Regions from separate parts of the Rattus norvegicus genome. Here region 1 is linked to region 2. Evidence: chromatin contacts called from public Hi-C data. All regions are on one chromosome and are shown on one strand. Each heading gives the region's core, a stretch centred on a gene start, on an enhancer-like site or on the middle of the called end of the contact. The rest is flanking DNA. Distances are from core to core; before and after follow the strand shown. Region 1 has its middle 42 kb from the start of Ppp1r3b. Region 2 has its middle 25 kb from the start of Eri1.

What was found. A called contact is a pair of places that touch in the nucleus more often than the background predicts.
Region 1: a Hi-C map of liver shows a contact between it and region 2, with 3 times the contacts expected there. The contact joins two enhancer-like sites. A contact is called at or near these places in 5 of 12 Hi-C or Micro-C datasets (Schwann cells, hepatocytes, kidney and 1 more).

The regions. Positions count from the first base shown.
Region 1 is chr16:63,502,813-63,505,512 of GRCr8, reverse strand. No RefSeq gene overlaps it. Among named protein-coding and RNA genes, the nearest start is that of Ppp1r3b, 42 kb to the left of the region's middle. Within about 2 kb of position 1,377, at least 4 of the 93 cell types and tissues checked have an H3K27ac peak or open chromatin away from gene starts, as enhancers often do. A contact at or near this core is called in liver, where this site is marked.
Region 2 is chr16:63,451,231-63,453,930 of GRCr8, reverse strand. No RefSeq gene overlaps it. Among named protein-coding and RNA genes, the nearest start is that of Eri1, 25 kb to the right of the region's middle. Within about 2 kb of position 1,255, at least 1 of the 93 cell types and tissues checked has an H3K27ac peak or open chromatin away from gene starts, as enhancers often do. A contact at or near this core is called in liver, where this site is marked.

The sequences.
Region 1 (2,700 bases), core at 128-2,627, 51 kb before region 2:
TTATTTGCTTAAGAGGCCCCTGCTCCGTTCAGACCACCTCTCCTTGTTTGTCAGTCCCCAGCCTTAGGATAACTCATGGCTGACTCTACTCTGGGCAAGGGAAGTAAGGAGGGGCAGAATACCTTCTTCCATGTTCTCAAGAGAGCAAGAACTCAGTCAGGCCTGATGCTGCCTCCACAGTGGGAAAGCAGAAGGCCTGGGCTCAAATTCCTAGCAGCTTTGCACCCATTCTGACAAGATAAAAGCTACAAATAATTTATGAAGCACACAGCCGACTTTTAGCCGGTACAGTAATCACTCTCGGCAAGAGAGAAATGCGTGGACCCCAGGGTTAAGAAAGGACTTTGTGGAGGAAATGGAGTTGGAAGCTGACCTTGTGCAGTGAGGAGTTTGATTGCACTGTCTGGGAACTGTGGCTCTCTGATTTGGAGCAAGAATCAACATTAACCCACACGTCAGTCTCCTCCAGGAACACGAACAATATTCTTGGGTGATATCCTTACAGGAACATTCCAGTTTCTTTCAGAGGACCATGGGGTGGGAATGGAGACCACAGGGACTATGTCGTTAAATTGTTTGTTGGATGGAGATGGGAGGGGGAAGCTTACCTCAGCCCCTGCACCGTCTGGGCATACCAGAGACGAAGCAGGGGTGTGGCTGTGATAAGCACTGGTTTCTTGCTGACCCAGGTCACCCCAGCTTTCAGTGACAGTTTCCATTTCAAAATGACCTCTCAGGAAAGCAATGCAGATGCCTGCCCTGTGTCTGCAGCTGAGGGCGCGGTTTGTAGACACTGAACGGGGCTGACATGTATGGGCGCCTCCCGTGATAGCTCTGGCTATATTTAGTGCTGAGCTCGAGTTACACCCGTGGACTCCAGCATTATGCATGGCGAGCCCCAAGAACAAACACAAATGTGGGGGCAGGAAAAATAAAGAGAGCAAAGAGCAGGACTCCAGAGAATAAATACGCACAGGCCCCGGTGCAGATAGATGATGCAGGTGGAGTCCCTTCGCGGCAGACAAGGTTATAGACTGCAGGGGGTGTCTTCTCTCTTAGTAAAGAGGTCACAGCGTTAAAATGAACCTTGAGCAAGGTACCTGTCTCAAACACCCCTTCTCTATTGGCTCCTCCTTTAAGCAGAGAACTCAGTTTAAGAAACTCAGAAGTCATGTCAACTCTTAGTCCCCACTTCCTCCCATAAACAGAAGGGGACTGAACTATGCAATTACCTAACCCCCTCTCCAACTTCAAGAAATTGCTGGAAGCTGTCGAGTGTCCCTGTTTTTCCCCTCCAAACTTTGTTGACACGGTGACCTACCTGTCCTCCTGACCATGCCCTCAGAGAGATCAATTGAGCAAAGAACACACTTTTCTTTCTTTTTTTTTCTCAGAAACTAGACTTGATCAACTTTAAAATTTAACAGCTTAGCTGTGCTTCGTGCAGCAGAAACTCGGCGGACTGGCAGTTTAGCGGAAGGAGGAAATTTTCCTCCCCAGGTAGACAGTGTTCCCAAGGGGCCCTCTTGGTGAGAGGAGTCCCAGGGCATCCCACCCTTCAAGCCCTTCATGCTCAGCTGACCACATCCCCCGCTCCTCCAGACAGGGCAGAACCTGCATTGTACCCTGCCAGCAGCCTGGGTGCAGCTGTCTTGCAGCGAGATGTGAAGCCAGGAGGGTGTGTCCCCTAATCCCCCAGCCTCTTCCTTGCTTACCGAATGGCATTTTCTAAGTTTCTATCCTAGCTATCTAGGACTCCTCTGCTCTTTGCTTCAGAGCCCAGTCTCGGGTGTGGAATCTCTATCAATTTGAGTGATTAGTGATAACATGCTTTTGCTCACTTTTGCAGGCTGTAAATTCCTTAAAGGCAGGGACAGAGCTGGAATCAGGGCTGAGGACCTCATCTGGTGCTATGGAAGGTGGTGAGAGCTGCAGGAAGTAGGACGTTAATAGGTCTTTAGGTCTTTGGGGGTCTGCCTGAAGGGAACTGTGGGACTCCACTTCTTCCTTCCCCCTTTTGTTTCTTGGTTCTGAGATGAGTGGTTTTGTTTGTGGGGTGTCCCAATCAGGATGGGTTGTTAGGCCATAGGCCCAAAGCAACAGGATCAGACCCCTGGTTAAAGCAATGAGCCAGAAGAAATATTTTCTCTCTCTAATCAGATCATCTCGGGGATTCATTACAGTAACATAAAACTGGCTATCACCTCTTTAAATCGTGGAATTTTTTTTTCAACTCTGATGAAACCCAGGGATATTGTCCCCACCCAAGTGCTGATGTAACAACACACGAAAATCCCCCTACAGTTTGGGAAAGATCATCACTTCTTAGCTAGAAAAGGTTTAAATTTCAAAACTGAAAAAGTGTGAGCCCTTATCTAAAAATGAGCTGGAGCAGGGCGGTAGTGGATTAGACCTTTAATCCCAGAACTAGGGAGGCAGAGAATCCAAGGCCAGTCTTGTCTAAAAAACGAGTTCCAGGACAGCCAGGACTATACAGGAAAACCCTGTCTTGGGGTGGCAGGGAGGTAGGGAGCTGGGCAGAGGCAAGATGTTTATATTCATCACCCCTCACCCTTCCCCAGGGACAGAGGCCTAATGCCCCCAGTCCTCACAAGCATGCAAGACAGACGGCACCACCACACTTCTCGTGGTCTCACAGCTTTTCCACTATGAAACACCAGGGTTCTTCCACTCTGAACA
Region 2 (2,700 bases), core at 6-2,505:
ATAGTATTGTAAAAATAATTTGAAGCCCTAAGAACCAGTAGATCCAATTAATATGAACTTAAGCACTGGTTTGGATTTGCTTTCCCAAATATATAAATATAAAATATATAAATCTACATAGCAAATACTTCTAACAGTCATATAACCCAACAACTAATTGTTTTCAACAAGAGACCAAGAAGCTAACCATTATTAGCCAATGACTTTTTAAAACCCAAGTTCTGTAAATAGATCACAACGTAATCTTTGGCATGGGATTTAAGAAACTGAATAAAATGGCCCTTAAAGTTACTTCCATCCCTCCTCTTTAACAAGTTTTAAAGCTCAGTCATAGACCACTAGGTGCTCTTTCATGGATATAGCTTAGTGGTAGAATGCTTAACTGGAGTCATGCATGAGACCCTGAGTCCAGTCCCCAGAATCATGCCAAAAAGGATTTTTTCATATTTTACATTGCCTTAACAACAAAAATGTTTAAGTACTTCTGTGGCTTTCAAGCACAATTATATGCAGTAAAATACAAGGACAGGATCAACAGGTCCAACGGGAACAGCTCCTGCCCTCCAGCCCAGCCACCATCCTCAGACTCCGGAGTTGAGCATCAGTAAAGCCACAGTACAGAGAATCCTTAGGACTTCCCAAGTGGAGGGAATGGTCAACATCTATGTCTCGTGGCTTTTCTTTCTTGTAGGACAGCATAATGTAAAATGTTTCTTTCATTTGTACTAATATGACACTGCATTTCCATCAACCTTTTGAGCCCAACATGGGCATTTTATTGTTTTTACTGTATTAGAAGATCTTAAAAGGAGGAGTTGAAATAACTGTAATTGAAGAAAAAAAGGCATACTTTAAAACTCTATCCATTTAGGGGTATTTGAGTACATCTGTGCATGTGAATGCAGTTGTCCACGAAAGTCAGAAATGGTCTCAGAATCCTTAAGGCATGTTACAGGCATTTTACAAGCATTTGTGGGCCACCCAACATGGTTACCCTTAACCACTAAGCCATCCTCCAGATCCTTTCTATGCATTTTCTATATGGATGTCATTACTTTCTATAGCATTTAAAAGTGAAATGTGAACATTTATACTAAGGTGAGTAGTCTCTCTATTGACAACAACCCGGGGAAAGTTAATGTGCAAGGGAACCAGGTGTGGTGGCTTACACGTTTAACCCCATCACTAACAAGAGGCAGGTGGATTTCCAGAAAGCCAAGGCCATCCTGACAATACATAGCAAGTTCCAGGCCAGTCAGGACTGCATGGTGAGATCCTGTCTCAAACCAAAACCAAACAAAACTGTGCAAATGGAATTAGCTTCCTCCTAAATTTTCAAAAAGTACTTATGCAAACAAAAAAGTTGAAGGATTACTACTCTAAAACAGAAGCCAAGCAATGAATGACCTTCTCAAGGTCAAAAATACTTGAGAGTTTTTAAAACCAGCAATGCAGACAGACTAGGTATGAACTTAACATTTGTTTGCTTCTCCTGGCACCTAGAGGGAAAGCCAAGTATTGAAAGGATTAAACATTTCTAACGCTGAGATTCAGGGTTCGTAGGAACAAGAAAATAGAACTCTACCCAGGCAGCCACTATAAGCCACCAACTTTTCCAGTTCAGGAAGAGATACGGACCTAAAGGAATAATTTCACCTATTTCCAAGGATACATTGCACATTGCACAATGTACAAGAACCTACATGGACAAAATCGTGAACCAAGGGCCCAGCGGGCACAGAAAACACAACAAAAGACATTTCTAAAGTCAGGGGAAGACTCCTAAGGCTAGGCTCAAAGCCAGTTCTTAAAAGCCCAAGCAAGAGACCAAGCTTGACAGACTACTTTCTGGGGACAAAAGTAGGAGCGTGTCATGATTAGCCCAGGGCAGATAGGCACTTTCAAACCTACAAAGTGTAAGAAAGCAGATTGGAGGCTCTGAATGCCAGAGACTTGACTTTTGTCTTGTGAAAATGTAAGCTTCTGAGACACAGTGCAGAGTAATGCTTTAGATGGATCTATGAGAGGAACAGGTAGGGATGGACAGTGTCTCCTAGTTAGCTTCAACTGTCATCTTACCACAGCCCAGTTATAAGGGATTATCAATGGGGAAAATGCCTAGATAGACTGGCCAGTGGGCATCTCTGAGGCATTTACTCGATTGGTAACTGATGTAGGAAGGTGCAGCCCATTGTGGGCAATGCTACCATTAAGCAGCTTTCCTCAAGCTCCCTGCCTCTGCTGGAGTTCCTGCACTGCCTCCTAAGATATAATACCTCCCCCACTTCCCCACTGACGTTGGCAGTGGTATTTATCACATCAACAGAGAAATCCAACTAGAACACGGCACTGGTTTGAAGAGCCCATAGCTCTTGTCTTGGAAACACTTCAAATTCCTACATTGATGGTATTGAAAAGTAGAGCCTTTGGAAGATAACTGGAGTCATATAAGGTTATAAGGGTGGGCCTGCATGACAAAACTGGTTGTTTTATGGGTGGAGATATCGAAGCTGGTGTGCTTTTACATTTTCTAGCCACCATTTTCTCTACATCACCGTGTGCAAGACCCTTACCAAATATACTACTTGGACATTGGCCTTTCCCGCATTCAAAACACGGAGAAACCAACCTGTCCTCTATAAAGGCCTAGTGTGTGGTACAGTGTCAACATCATAAAAGGGACTAAGAGAGTGAGACAAA